Regions from separate parts of the Mus musculus genome. Here regions 2, 3 and 4 are each linked to region 1. Evidence: chromatin contacts called from public ChIA-PET, Hi-C and promoter capture Hi-C data. All regions are on one chromosome and are shown on one strand. The core of a region is the stretch at or near the end of the contact, and the rest is flanking DNA. Distances in the headings are between cores, read along the strand shown.

Region 1 (2,989 bases), core at 26-2,525:
GCCAAGAGAACTCGGAAATACCCACCACAACTCCAGGAAAGCCACCTGTGGCTCCATCCTGAAGACCCGCCAGGACCTGGCAGGTAGCGGCCAGCCCAAGAGGGAGTATCCCTCATTCATTCCCTCCTTTCAGCGGGCGATGGGACATGGGACACGAAGCCATTCTTAAACTCCCAGTAAACAAACCCGCTAAGAGGAAAGATGTCAGTCAAACCCTGTGACAACAGCCCCTTCTGGATCCCAGATCCAGTTCTAACTGGATGTTCCCTGAGAGCCAGCCCCCGTTTCCCCTTCCGCAGTAACCCTGCGTCTCAGAAAACACAATTACTCGGTAATCTCCAGGACTTAATGAGCTCCCGGCTCAAATAGAAGGACACCGGATCCCAGGGCAGAGTCTGTGGCTGGACCGGCACCACCCGCCTAATATCGGTGCCCGGTTGAAAGGGCAAAACAGGGCCTAAGGCTGAGATCAAGGGAGAGGCTGGGCTGCCTATCCTCGGCAGACCTGAGTCGTGTCTACCTCTGCCAGAGCGTGGGGGGCAGAAAGCAGCTTAACTCTCGAGACTGGCAGGCAGTGTGGGGGCGAGCCAGGGCATCTCTGGGGCATCTGGGCGGGAGGAAACAGGCAGAGCACCCAAAGAACTGGAGCCCGTGGGAGCCTCACAGATGTACAGGGGTTTCGCGCAGCTCTGAGGTTACTAGGTACAGTCACCGGCCGGCGCGTTCAGAAGGGCTGGAGGTCGCGACAGCTACAGTCGAAACTCAGGGACAACCAGGCCATACTTCTGCTTCAGTGAGGTTTAGGCTCCTGGGACGCTGGTGACTCAGACCAAGCCTCTGGGGTGAGCCTGGGCCTCCCTGGTGGTGAGGAGGTAGCTCCACCGTCCCACCCTGCGTCCCGATCCCCAACCCCCATCTCCCCAAGACACTTCACTCACCTTGAGCACCTGCTGCTTGATGAGGGAGGGCACCATGAGGATCATGACAACGCCGAGCGCAGCAAACAGCAGCCCCAGGGCGCCCAACCCCAAGGCCACCCAGCGCGCCCTGGAGCTGCCGCCCATGTCCGCGTGCGCGGAAGGGGCTCTCGGGGCTCAGGACCTGAAGGAGACGGAGACAGAGGTGACGGAGGCCACAGAGATGACAGAAGCCGAGACTCCCTCAGCAGCAAGGTGTGTGCCTGGCGGTGGCCGGAGCAGCAGTAGCCCTGCAGGTGGCCAGAGGCTTTATGCGCCATGGCCCGGGCAGCCCGCCCCCGAGTTCGGCGCGGGATTCCGGCGAGGGGTGGGAAGAGGCGGGGAGTGGGCGGTGCTCTGATGGTGAGGCGTGGGCGTGGCTTCCTTTGGGCGCCGCCCCTCCGAGCTGCTGGGCTTTCCTGGTGGTTGCTGGTCTAGGTGGGAACCGATGTGCCCTCTACAGAGGGCAGAAGACCCTGGCACCGTCTGCATCCACTACCCCCGCCCCTGCGACCTCTTCTTTCTTCCGGACTCCTGCGAATGCCTCCCGCTCCCCTGCATTAAAATCAGTTGCAGTCAGCCCGGGCCAGCCTCTGGGCCATGAACGCCCTCCACTCAAAATTCCGTGTCCCTCGGGGCCCTTTGCACTTCCCCCACTCGGAATTCCATATCCCTTTGGGCTTTTGCACACCCTCCATTCTGTGTCCCTCGTGGCCTTTGCACACTGTCCCCTCGGAATTCCATGTCTCCCGGGACCTTTGCACACCCTTCGTACAGAATTCTGTGTCCCTCGAGGCCTTAAGCATACCCTCCACTCAAAACTCCAGGCCCCAGACACGCGCTGGGCCCCTGACTCCATCCAGGAATGTGTTCGAGGGGCTTATCAGACTGCCTGGCGGCTATGCTCTCTGCTGACTCTTCCTTATCACCCAGAGACACCACCAGCTCAGTTGAGCTCAGTTATGCGTTCTTTGGCCATGAACCCCACTCAGGATACCAGCAGGGTGGTAGGGACTCTGTCTTTCCCTGCTCTGCCCAGTGCCCAGTTAGCTCGTTCTCAGACCACAGCCAGAGCCTTTAAGCCTTTAATTCTAAATGCTTCGTGTTACAGCCAAAAAAAAAAAAAAAAAAAAAAAAAAAAAAAAAAAAAACCCTGAGGCATGGGGTGACTTCCTTCCTCAGTGAGGCCAAGGCCTGCATTCCACTCAGGACACAAAAAGTGGATACGGAGCTGAGAAAACCCAGCCCCACACCTGTTAAAACCGAGTCCCAGCTCCTGTTAAAACCCAGTAGGACTGCTCTTGAAGACCACCTTCAGCAATATGACCCAGAGTTAGCTCATATTGAGTCAGAGTAGGTTCTCCAGAGACAGCCAAGTCATATTTCCAGCCCTGACAGATTCCACCCATCACATGGAATAAAGACTTAGCTGTGCAAAGGACCGTATTGGTAGAGTGCTTGACACCTGATATTGGTCGCCAGCATCCGTGTTCAGGTGAGATACCCAGGCCTGAAGAGATGGCTCAGAGGTAGACATGGCTCAGTGGTTAAGAGCACTTGCTGCTCTTGCAGAGGACCTGGGTTCAGTCCCCAGAACCCACATGACAGCTCACAGCCATCCTTAACTTCAGTTCCAAGGGATCTGATGCCCCTCCTCTGACCTCTGAGTATACCACGCATGCCCATGGTACCCAGACAGACATGTAGGAAAGACAATTGCACACATAAAATAAGTAAGTCCAAAACAAAAACAAACTCTAGGCTGGTAGTTCCAGTGCAGGGGAGTCAGGGACAGGAAGAAAGATCCCTGGGGCCAGATGGCCAGCCAGACTTCTCTAACCCGGTTCCTAGTAAGATATTCTGTCTCACACAACACATTCAGGTGCACCCACAAACATGCACACGTGTAGACACAGGAGAAAGACAGAAAGGAGCCTAGAAGTTCAGTAGACAAAGGAGCAGGGGTGGGCGGGGCCTGGGAACATTGGCTGTGTTACACCCGCGCATGTTCCAAGTTCAGAGGCTCATGAGCG
Region 2 (3,085 bases), core at 123-2,622, 140 kb before region 1:
AGAGCTACCTGCTAAATGCAAGGCAGAGCTTCCAGAATACTTTCCTTTTACCCTTTGCTCTTCTAAGACCCATGGGGGTCACTGACCTCTGGGACTCGCAGGGCCAGCTGCTCACATCTGCCTTCCAACTCCCTGAACACACTGAGCAAGTCCTGTCCCAGGGCGTTTGCACACACCTGCTTCCTTGCTGGCTGGCTTGTCCTTAGGACTTCTCCAGGTTATCTCCACAGAATCTTCCCCAGCATCCCTGAGGCTGTCCATCATCCTCACCCCTCACCAGGCCATCCTGTCCTGGCTCCACAACAAAGTTCCCATGTCCCTTCCTTTGATGTCCAGAGCAAGGAGCTTGCCCCTGGCCCTGGCCCCTGACACAAAGGTGAAAGGCAGGTTTCAGGTGTTCCTATTTAAAATAACTGCACAGGCGGCTCAATGTTACATAGTAGCTCATACACAGAGCACCCAGGAGGAATCAATGTCAGCTGGACCGCCTCCAACCCAGAATACTCCAGGGATGGCTCCAAGGGGACCCCCACATGCCCCCACTCTGCACAGCTCCTCCTCAGGAGCAGCTAGGTGGCTGGCAGCTGCTTCCCCTGAGGCTCAGAGCCAGACTGTGGTGGCAGAATTAATCTGCCCTTGGGCTGAGCTGGCTCCAGTCCCAGCTAGGTGGTGACTGTCGCTCTGATAGAACAGGGCACCTCTCGCCATGGCAACGGGGACATTACCCGGAGAAGTGTCTGTGCACAAAAGGGGGGAGTCAGGAGACACCCACAGGCTTCAGCAGGAATGTGGTGTCGCAGCCCTCAGTCTGCTGGGGGGTGGGAGGGACAGCTGCAGGGAGGCGGCCTGTGTTCTGTTCTTCCGGCAGCAGGTGGGGGGGGGCTGGTGGAGGGGACACTAGAGCCCACAAGTGCCCAGCCTCCTCCCAGCCCCTCTGAAGTGAGCCTGGCATCAATGAGGGGACAAGAGGAACAAGGTAGTCCCCTCAGAATCTAGGAGTTGGGAGCCAGTGAGGGCAGGTCATTGTGGTCTGTAAGTGTCAGAGGCATCCTTTGTACCGTGATTCTTTGATTTGTCTGTTGCTACTGAGACAGGGTCTCCCGTAGCCCAGGCTAGCCTTGAACTCACTCTGCAGCCAAGGATGACCTTGAACTCTTGCTCCTCCTGCATCCACCTCCCAAGTGCCTGGATCAAAAGAGGCTAGCACCACTTCTGCTGGCTTCCCACCTTCTTCAGCTAGTGACGCAGAGTTCTTAGAGCTTCCCTGCATCGCCAGAACGTTCTCTTCACTCAGCAGGGAAGTGACGAGTCTTTCAGACCATCCTGTTGCCAGTTCCCCAGCCTCTGAGAGCCACTCTCCCGTGTCTTCTCTGTGGATCTGCCAGTTCTGGGCACTCGGCCTTCTGCCTTTGTCTGTCACAAAGCACGAGGTCTCCGAGGCTGACTCAGGTCGTGGCTCACATTGGCACGCCAGTCTGTTTAACAGCTGAGTCTCTGTCACAACTAGCAGTCTCCAGCTGCTGGACACTGGGTAACATCCATTTTTTTGTGTGTATGTGCGAATTTCTTTGTGTGTGTGTGTTGCAGACATGTTTGTGTACACACACACACACACACACACACACACACACACACACACACGGAGCCTAGAGATCAACCTTGGGAGTTGTTCCTCAGGAGATTTCCACGTTGTTTTTGTTTTGCTTCGTGGCAGAGTCTCTTCTCTCATTGGCCTGGAGCTCACAGGTTCACCATCAAGCCCCAGACATGCTGGAGGGCAGGCTAGAGCAATGGTTAGTGCTGAAGTGCTGCCGCTCCCCCTGGGAAGTGGTAATTTGCTGGAACATCCAAGGGCAGTTATTTGGCAGAGGCATCCCTGAGCCACCTGCTGGTCCTGAGCCTCAAGGGCAGAGATGCAGGCTTTCCGGGAAGAAGGTTCGGGAGTGTCTTGGCCCCTAGCAGATGGTACCTCTTGGAGCTGACACCACAGTCTGCTAGGGAATGTATCATCTTCCCTTTAACCTTGCCCTTCCTCTTTGAGGGTGACTCACGTTCTTGGCCTCACTGCAGCGGGTGAGCGCACTGTCATGGTGTTCTGATGGCTGCAGCCTCCTTCTGGGCTGCTCTTAGTGATGCTGGAGTCTTTGACATAACGAGAAGAACAGTTAAAAGAACGCAGGTCCACAAAGCTCACAGCAGCCTGTCCTGTTTACTGGAGGACTGACCAGCTCCCAATTTAGCATAATAGCATATTCTGAGTATTTACTTTAAAGATTAGTTAATTCTTATTTTTTTTAAAAAAATTTTTATAGGTAGGGTTTCTCTGTGTAGCCCTGGATGTCCTAGAACTCACTCTGTAGACCAGGCTGCCCTTAAACTTAGAGATCTGCCTGCCTCTGCCTCCAGAGTGCTAGGATTCAAAGTGTGTCCCACCAAAGTGCATTTATTTTTATTTGATGTGGATGAGTGTTTTGCCTGTCTGTATGTGCACCACATGTATGCATTACCCAAGAAGACCAGAAGAGGGCACCAGATCCCCTGGAACCTGACAAAGGCGCTGGGAGTGGAAACACAGCCCTCTGATAGAGCAATATATATATATATATATATATATATTTATTTATTTATTTATTTATTTATTTATTATATCTTAAGTACACTGTAGCTGACTTCAGACACACCAGAAGAGGGCATCAGATTTCATTACGGGCGGTTGTGGGCCACCATGTGGTTGCTGGGATTTGAACTCAGGACCTCTGGAAGAACAGTCAGTGCTCTTAGCTGCTGAGCCATCTCTCCAGCCCCACAAATGCTCTTAACAACTGAGCCATCTTGGCACGCTCCTATTTTTGGTATTTTGTGACAGGGGCTCACTATGTCACCCAGGCTGTCCTCCAACTTGGCAATCCTCCTGCCTCAGCCTCCTGAGTGTGGCAATCACGGGTGTACATCACCCCACTCAGCAACATAATGCCTTATAGATTTCTTCCTTTATTCTTTCTCATGGATGAATAGTATTCCTTTTCACGGGTGTACTCCTTCATTCTTTTTCGCGGGTGAGTGGTATTCCACAGTGTGGTTACCC
Region 3 (2,775 bases), core at 96-2,595, 130 kb after region 1:
GCATATGTGCACACACACACAAAGAGAGAAAGAAAATTAACTTGTTTTCAGTTATTTTAGACACTGGGTAGACAGCAAAGTACCAAATGGACTGACAAGACTATTAGCATCCAGAAGGTTCTCATCATAGTAGGATCTGAGCATGCGTTCTCTCTGTAGGAACCTTCTGATGCTCTCCCCCAGATTCAAAGCCAGCATCTCTGATGTTCCCCCAGGACGAACTTAAGCTGCTACCGTTTCGTTCACTGACTTTGCTACTCCAGGGCTATAGTACCAAAGACCTGGGCCTTTTCAAAGACCTGGGCCTTTTCAGTTAGTTGAACGTGCACACCCCACAGGACACAGTATTCTTGCTTGGGGGGCCCTGGACACTGACTCCTCTCTTTGTTCGGAAACCTGCAAGATTTCCTAAAGCTCCCTTCTGTCACCTGCAAGCCACTGTGAGCAACATGGAGTCACATCCCTAGCCCTCTCTTTTCTTTTAGTTTTAACACATGGCTTTTTAAAGTTTGCCCGGACTAGTCTTTTTCTTTTCTTTTCTTTTCTTTCTTTTTTTTTGGTTTTTCGAGACAGGGTTTCTCTGCTGGCCTCGAACTCAGAAATCCACCTGCCTCTGCCTCCCAAGTGCTGGGATTAAAGAAAGGTGTGCGCCACCACGCCCGGCGCCCCGGCTAGTCTTGAACTCACTCTGTTACAAGAATAATCTTAAAGCCCAGACGCCTCTCCCACCTCTACCTCCCAAGTATTCCGATTACAGGGTTTTGCTTTGAGGTCCATGCTGGAGTGGAACTTACTGTCATCCTCCTGTCTTAGTCTTTAAAGTGCTGGGTTTCAGGCTTGCCCCAGAATGTCCTGTGCTTAACGCTTTTATTTTCAGTCTTGACGATAGACTTGAGGTCTCACTCACTCAGTATCTTATGTTACATTATATACCCCATGTATCCCTGCTACAGCATCCCTGTGAGTGAGCACACGCGACACGGACACGCATTTTAGAGGTCTTCTGCACGCGTTTTAGGCTTAAGACATCTCCGCAGCTAAAGTGAGTGTTGGAGGAGCAACTTAATTTGAATAAGTGAATGAATGAACGAACGAACGAGGGCAATAAGTAAACAGAGCAACACCCGGTAAGTTGTGCAATAAGTGAGGGCGTGGAACATGCTTATCGCGCCTGCGCAGGCGAGGCACTCTTTTTGGCAGCAAGCGCACCTTTTGCAGGCGCGGCGCGGCGGAGGGTTACAGAAGAGGGCGTGGTCTCAAGAGGCGTGGCTTTCTGGAGGCGTGGCGAAGGCTGCTGGGGGTGTGACCAGGCCGGATGTCCCACAGGCCGCGCCGGCGCTGGTTCAGTCTCGCGCTGTGGTTCGTCGGCGCACCGCTGATCCGCTCCACGCCTTGCGCTCTCCGCTCTCAGCCAAAGCCCGGCAGCCCCGGCCACGCAGCTCCGCAACCATGTCCAAGCTGGCGCGGCTCGAGCGCGAGGAGATCATGGAGTGCCAGGTGATGTGGGAGCCTGACAGCAAGAAGGACACGCAGATGGACCGCTTCCGGGCGGCCGTGGGTACCGCCTGCGGCCTGGCGCTTGGTGAGTACGGGGCACGCGGCTAGTGCACCCCCCCCCGTCACGGGCCTTCCCGGAAGCTGTTCCCTCCAGGGAGGACCGCCCTAGGAAGGTCCCTGCTAGCTGTTGGGATAAGCCTCTGTTGGATGGATATCCGACCAGTGTTCCTGTCTTACAGTCGGGGAAGCCCCCTGCTTTGGGGGTACCCCTCTAGGGAGGTCCCTCCCTTTCCCTACTTAGGTACCTTGATGAATGGCACAGGGATTGGGGGATCCTCGTTGCCTTGGGGGTCCCCCTCTAGAGAGGTTCTCCTAGATGTTGCCGTGGGCCTCTGATGGATGGATGGCTAGTGTCCCTGTCTTTGGGTTGGGGGAGCCCCCTGGCTCTGGGCCCTCCTCTAGGAGGTGCTGGTCTTCTGATGATGTTTCCTTCACTGTTTTGGGAAGCATCACCGCCTGGCCTGTAGAGGCCCCCTTTCTGCAGGCGAGTCACCCTCTGGAAGTGGCAGACACCCTCTGGTTCCTCCGATCTTTTGCTAGGCTTGCCTGCTTGGGAAATGTCTCCTGAGGTCTTGACTTCCATTCGTTGGGGGCTTCCTTCGGGCCTTATCTGCAGTTCTTTTTGAGTTCACGGGTTTCATGTGACAGGCTCCCTCCATCTGCCTTTTGCTAGGGACCAGCTTGAAATTTCAGGTTCCTGAAAAGGTCAGAGTTCGTTCCTCCTCCTTCCTTTAAAGTTAATTAAGGTAGAGTCCTTTCTTACCCCAGCTCTAAACAGATCCTGCTTCCAGCCACCACCCTGGTCTGTGTGATTATGGGTGGGGCAGAGGCCCTTGGCAGGCGAGGTTCTTGTCCATATGCCGTTCCCAGGGATCCATGGGGCTTGCTTAGTCCCTCCACCTGCTCTGCCCCCCTTCTCAGGTGTTTGCCTGGGGTTTTCAGTTCGAGTTGGTTGGTTGATTGTCTTCTTCATTTTCACCTCCGTTACCCCTCTAATTGCAGGGATCCCCTTGTCTCCGTTGGCATCAATGTCTGTCTTGGCTCCCAGGATCTGTCTCCGGATCCTTCCTGAATCTTTTCTTTTTCCCACCCTGAGCACCAGCCCTCTGAGTCTTCTTCCTAGTGTCTCAGCAGCACTTGGCTGTCCTTCTCCCGCCCCCTATGCGTGGTGCACCCCCTTGCTGGCTGGAGGGTAATCTCCAAATGCAGGTCTTTTGT
Region 4 (2,903 bases), core at 122-2,621, 180 kb before region 1:
GTTCCTACTTAGGACCCTCCACTTCCACACAGCCCCCGACAGATACCTAGAGAAGTAACACTGCTCACCAGGAGCTATCTTCCCCTACATGAACTCCCCGCAGCTCTAGATAGCCACGAAACCCAACTGCAGGAACATCAAGAGAGACAATATTCTACAGAAGCCCTTAACTAGACACAGATCTAGTCCAGCCCTCAACGTGCACGTGATACACACACACACCACACCACACCCCGTCCCAGCCCCATGACAATCCTATATAAACGGCTGTCTGAGGACTTGGACCAAGACAGCCCAGCTACCCAAAGCTGGAGTGGCCAGATCCCCAAAGCTCTGTGGGACCTGGGGGATTCCCCCACCCTCCCAGGATAGCCCGGCCGGGTACATCTTTCCACACCAGGTAAACAGGAAGCCTACCCTGTCCCCCAGGGGCCTGTGTCACTGTGGGAGCCAACAGCTGAGACAGCCAAGCAAAGGAGGCCGCTCCACCGCCCTTCCATTTAGAAGCCGCGGGGACATTTTATTTTCCTTCTCAAGTGACAGCCTAGACGCCCGCCCTCAGCGGCTCTCCTTGAAGCTGCAGAGAAGCAATCACAGGGAGGCCACCAAGGTCTCAGCTCCAGCAGCTCGGCTGCCACGGCCACGGCAGGAGGCGGATGGCGGCCACCTCACCCCTGCAGCCCTCCCAGGAGCAGGGCAGGGGCTGTGAAACCAAGGCCAAGAGGGCTGGTAGCACAGGGGTGGGATGGGGTGGAGGGGACACCACATGACAGGGCCTTAGTGACAAGAGTGAGGGGACACGGGCTGTACCAAGAGAATCACAAGGTCAGGAGGGAAACTGAAAGCAGAGCTGCCCCCCAAGTACACCTGCCTGCTCCCCAAGACATCAGGCCCCTTCAGTCTGGGTACAGTGATGGGGGGGGGGGGGCGCGAGCAGGGGGAAGGAGCTGACATCATGGGAACAATACCCAGAGCCACCATGTGGGCTTTGTACCAGCCACTGTAATGTCTCCTCAACCCTATGAGGAAAGTGACAGTCTTCCCGACTCCACAAATGGATAAACCCCCCCACAGCCCCAGAACCACAGGGACAGGGAGAAATGGGGGATGGGGAGCGGTACTCCATCCTCACTCGGGACTTGGGAACCTGGCCCTCCACCCATACACGTGGCTGCTCAGACAAGCCATCTAGCTTCTCACCCAGGGCAGGATGGGGATGGGGTGGGGAGGAGGGGAGGGGAGGGACCATCTACACAAGGCAGAACCAGAGGGAGCAATTAGAGGCCGAGGCCAGGATGAAGCCGCATCGACCGACCGCCTTCCCAGGGAAAGGGCCTCTCTGTGGTCAGAGGAAGTCTGGCTCACAGCCAAACACAGGGCCAGGCCAGGACAAACCGGGCCGGGAGCCCACAGAGGCCCAGGCAACCCGAGACACCATCTGCTATCCACCTGTCCGTCAGCCATCACGCACATGGGCCCAGCCCCATGCAAACCTTCACTCCCAACAAGTGCCGCTCTGGTATTATTACTACTATTGTAACTAGTTTTGTTTTTCTGAGCAGCTAGGGGTAGGGTAGAAGAACCTAGGCCCCCAGGCATGTCAGAGCAAGCACCCTACCACTAAGCTACTACATCGCCAGCACATTTTACCACGTTCCACGCAGGGTGGGGGGGACGACACAGGAAAAAGGGTCAAGGCCCCACAGAGAGGACTTAACCTTCCCAGCTGTCTCTGTGTACTCCTGGCCTGGGGAACAAGGTGGGGCAGAGACCAGGAGAGCAGATGGGGGGTGCTGCCCTTGGGGCTCATCTGCAGAGAGGACATAGCATGGCTGCTCACAGGCCTGGGTCGGAAAACAGCCAACAATCCCCACCAAGCTTGCTCCAGGAGGCTCAATCCAGTGCCTAGGCAAAGTCAGGCTTCCTGCAGAGGGTCCCAGTCTCAGCCCATGGAAGAGGAACAGGCTACTAGAGGCTGAATGTGCTGGGCCAGGGGCTGCGGCGGAGATCAGGGCCACGATCGATCTCCAGAATGCAATTAATTGCCTGGGTCAAGAGGCGGATTAAAGAGATCTGTCACCCGGGGCTCAGGGGACAGTCAAGAGTCTCGAAACCAGAGATAGAAGAGGCAGCTGGCATGGAAGGGGTCGTGTGGGAGGCAGACCCTTCCTACTCCCCATTCACAAAGTCCCCTGTGTGAGCTGACACTGCCTGCCACGGTTGTCTACCTCACGGTGCCCAATGCAGATCCAGGAGGAAAATTCCCTCATACCCCTGCAGTAAGGATCAGCCCTAAGAGACTGGCTCGGCATGCTCTGCCCTGTTCTCGCTGCAAGCTGGGGTTACCCTGAGTCACCTCCATGCGTCCACACTACCAAATGAGGTAACATCTCAGCACCCCTCCACCCTCCACGCCACACCACACCACAGCTTTGCCGCTCTGTGTTCTGAGATGTTGATCCCAGACTCTCTCTTGGGCTGATCATACAATCAGAGAAACTGAGGCTCAAGGAGGCCAAGGTGGGGGAGACACTATTCCTAGAGGCTCAGCATGTGTTTGGAAGCCAAGGTCACATGGGCTAAGGGGAAAGAGAGGCCCAGCACTCTGCACTCCAGGAGTGACCAGGAACGATGTACAGCCTGGTCCAGATAGGTTTCTGCTTTGGGCTGTGACTCTCCCAGAACCACTGGGAGGCTGTGTGCCAGGTCCAAGGGACTCCAGATCCCAGACACAAGCGAGGAAGCCTGCCCATCACAAGGACAGCGGTCAAGCTCATCCCTGGCCAGCAAGATGGGCCTGGAGCCTTACAATCTGGAACCAATTCTTAATCTTAGGAGAGGGTGAGGCTCAAACTCAAATTCTACCACTACCATTTTCTGGCTGGCCTGACATCCTGTCTCTC

Evidence for each region. Hi-C and Micro-C count contacts between places; a contact is called where the count stands out from the background. ChIA-PET counts read pairs in DNA pulled down with a chosen protein or histone mark. Capture Hi-C pulls out chosen DNA fragments and counts their contacts.
Region 2: a Hi-C map of CD8 T cells shows a contact between it and region 1, with 1.6 times the contacts expected there. The contact joins the enhancer-like site here to the promoter of Scarb1 in region 1. A contact is called at or near these places in 8 of 484 Hi-C or Micro-C datasets (CD8 T cells, embryonic stem cells, erythroblasts and 2 more), 2 of 115 datasets of contacts at active chromatin or transcription factors (embryonic stem cells and pancreatic cancer cells) and 2 of 9 other capture datasets (adipose tissue and liver).
Region 3: a contact with region 1 is called in a promoter capture Hi-C map of adipose tissue. The contact joins the promoter of Aacs here to the promoter of Scarb1 in region 1. A contact is called at or near these places in 2 of 39 promoter capture datasets (the C10 cell line and neutrophils), 3 of 484 Hi-C or Micro-C datasets (brown adipocytes, peritoneal macrophages and uterus), 3 of 115 datasets of contacts at active chromatin or transcription factors (the SCID.adh cell line, pancreatic cancer cells and pro-B cells) and 3 of 9 other capture datasets (adipose tissue, liver and pancreatic islet).
Region 4: an RNA polymerase II ChIA-PET map of memory CD8 T cells shows a contact between it and region 1, with 14 read pairs. The contact joins the enhancer-like site here to the promoter of Scarb1 in region 1. A contact is called at or near these places in 5 of 115 datasets of contacts at active chromatin or transcription factors (craniofacial prominence, embryonic stem cells, memory CD8 T cells and 2 more) and 2 of 9 other capture datasets (adipose tissue and liver).

The regions. Positions count from the first base shown.
Region 1 is chr5:125,339,819-125,342,807 of GRCm38.p6, forward strand. Scarb1 (scavenger receptor class B, member 1) reads right to left here and starts at 1,276. Exons shown (of 13, transcript NM_016741.2): 1 at 939-1,276. The coding sequence starts at 1,064.
Region 2 is chr5:125,202,594-125,205,678 of GRCm38.p6, forward strand. No RefSeq gene overlaps it. Among named protein-coding and RNA genes, the nearest start is that of Ncor2, 25 kb to the left of the region's middle. Within about 2 kb of position 1,373, at least 121 of the 459 cell types and tissues checked have an H3K27ac peak or open chromatin away from gene starts, as enhancers often do. A contact at or near this core is called in CD8 T cells and myocytes, where this site is marked.
Region 3 is chr5:125,474,528-125,477,302 of GRCm38.p6, forward strand. It overlaps Aacs (acetoacetyl-CoA synthetase), which reads left to right and starts at 1,346. Exons shown (of 18, transcript NM_030210.2): 1 at 1,346-1,582. The coding sequence starts at 1,450.
Region 4 is chr5:125,158,155-125,161,057 of GRCm38.p6, forward strand. All of the region lies in intron 1 of Ncor2 (nuclear receptor co-repressor 2), which reads right to left. Among named protein-coding and RNA genes, the nearest start is that of Ncor2, 20 kb to the right of the region's middle. Within about 2 kb of position 1,372, at least 211 of the 459 cell types and tissues checked have an H3K27ac peak or open chromatin away from gene starts, as enhancers often do. A contact at or near this core is called in adipose tissue, craniofacial prominence, embryonic stem cells and 2 more, where this site is marked.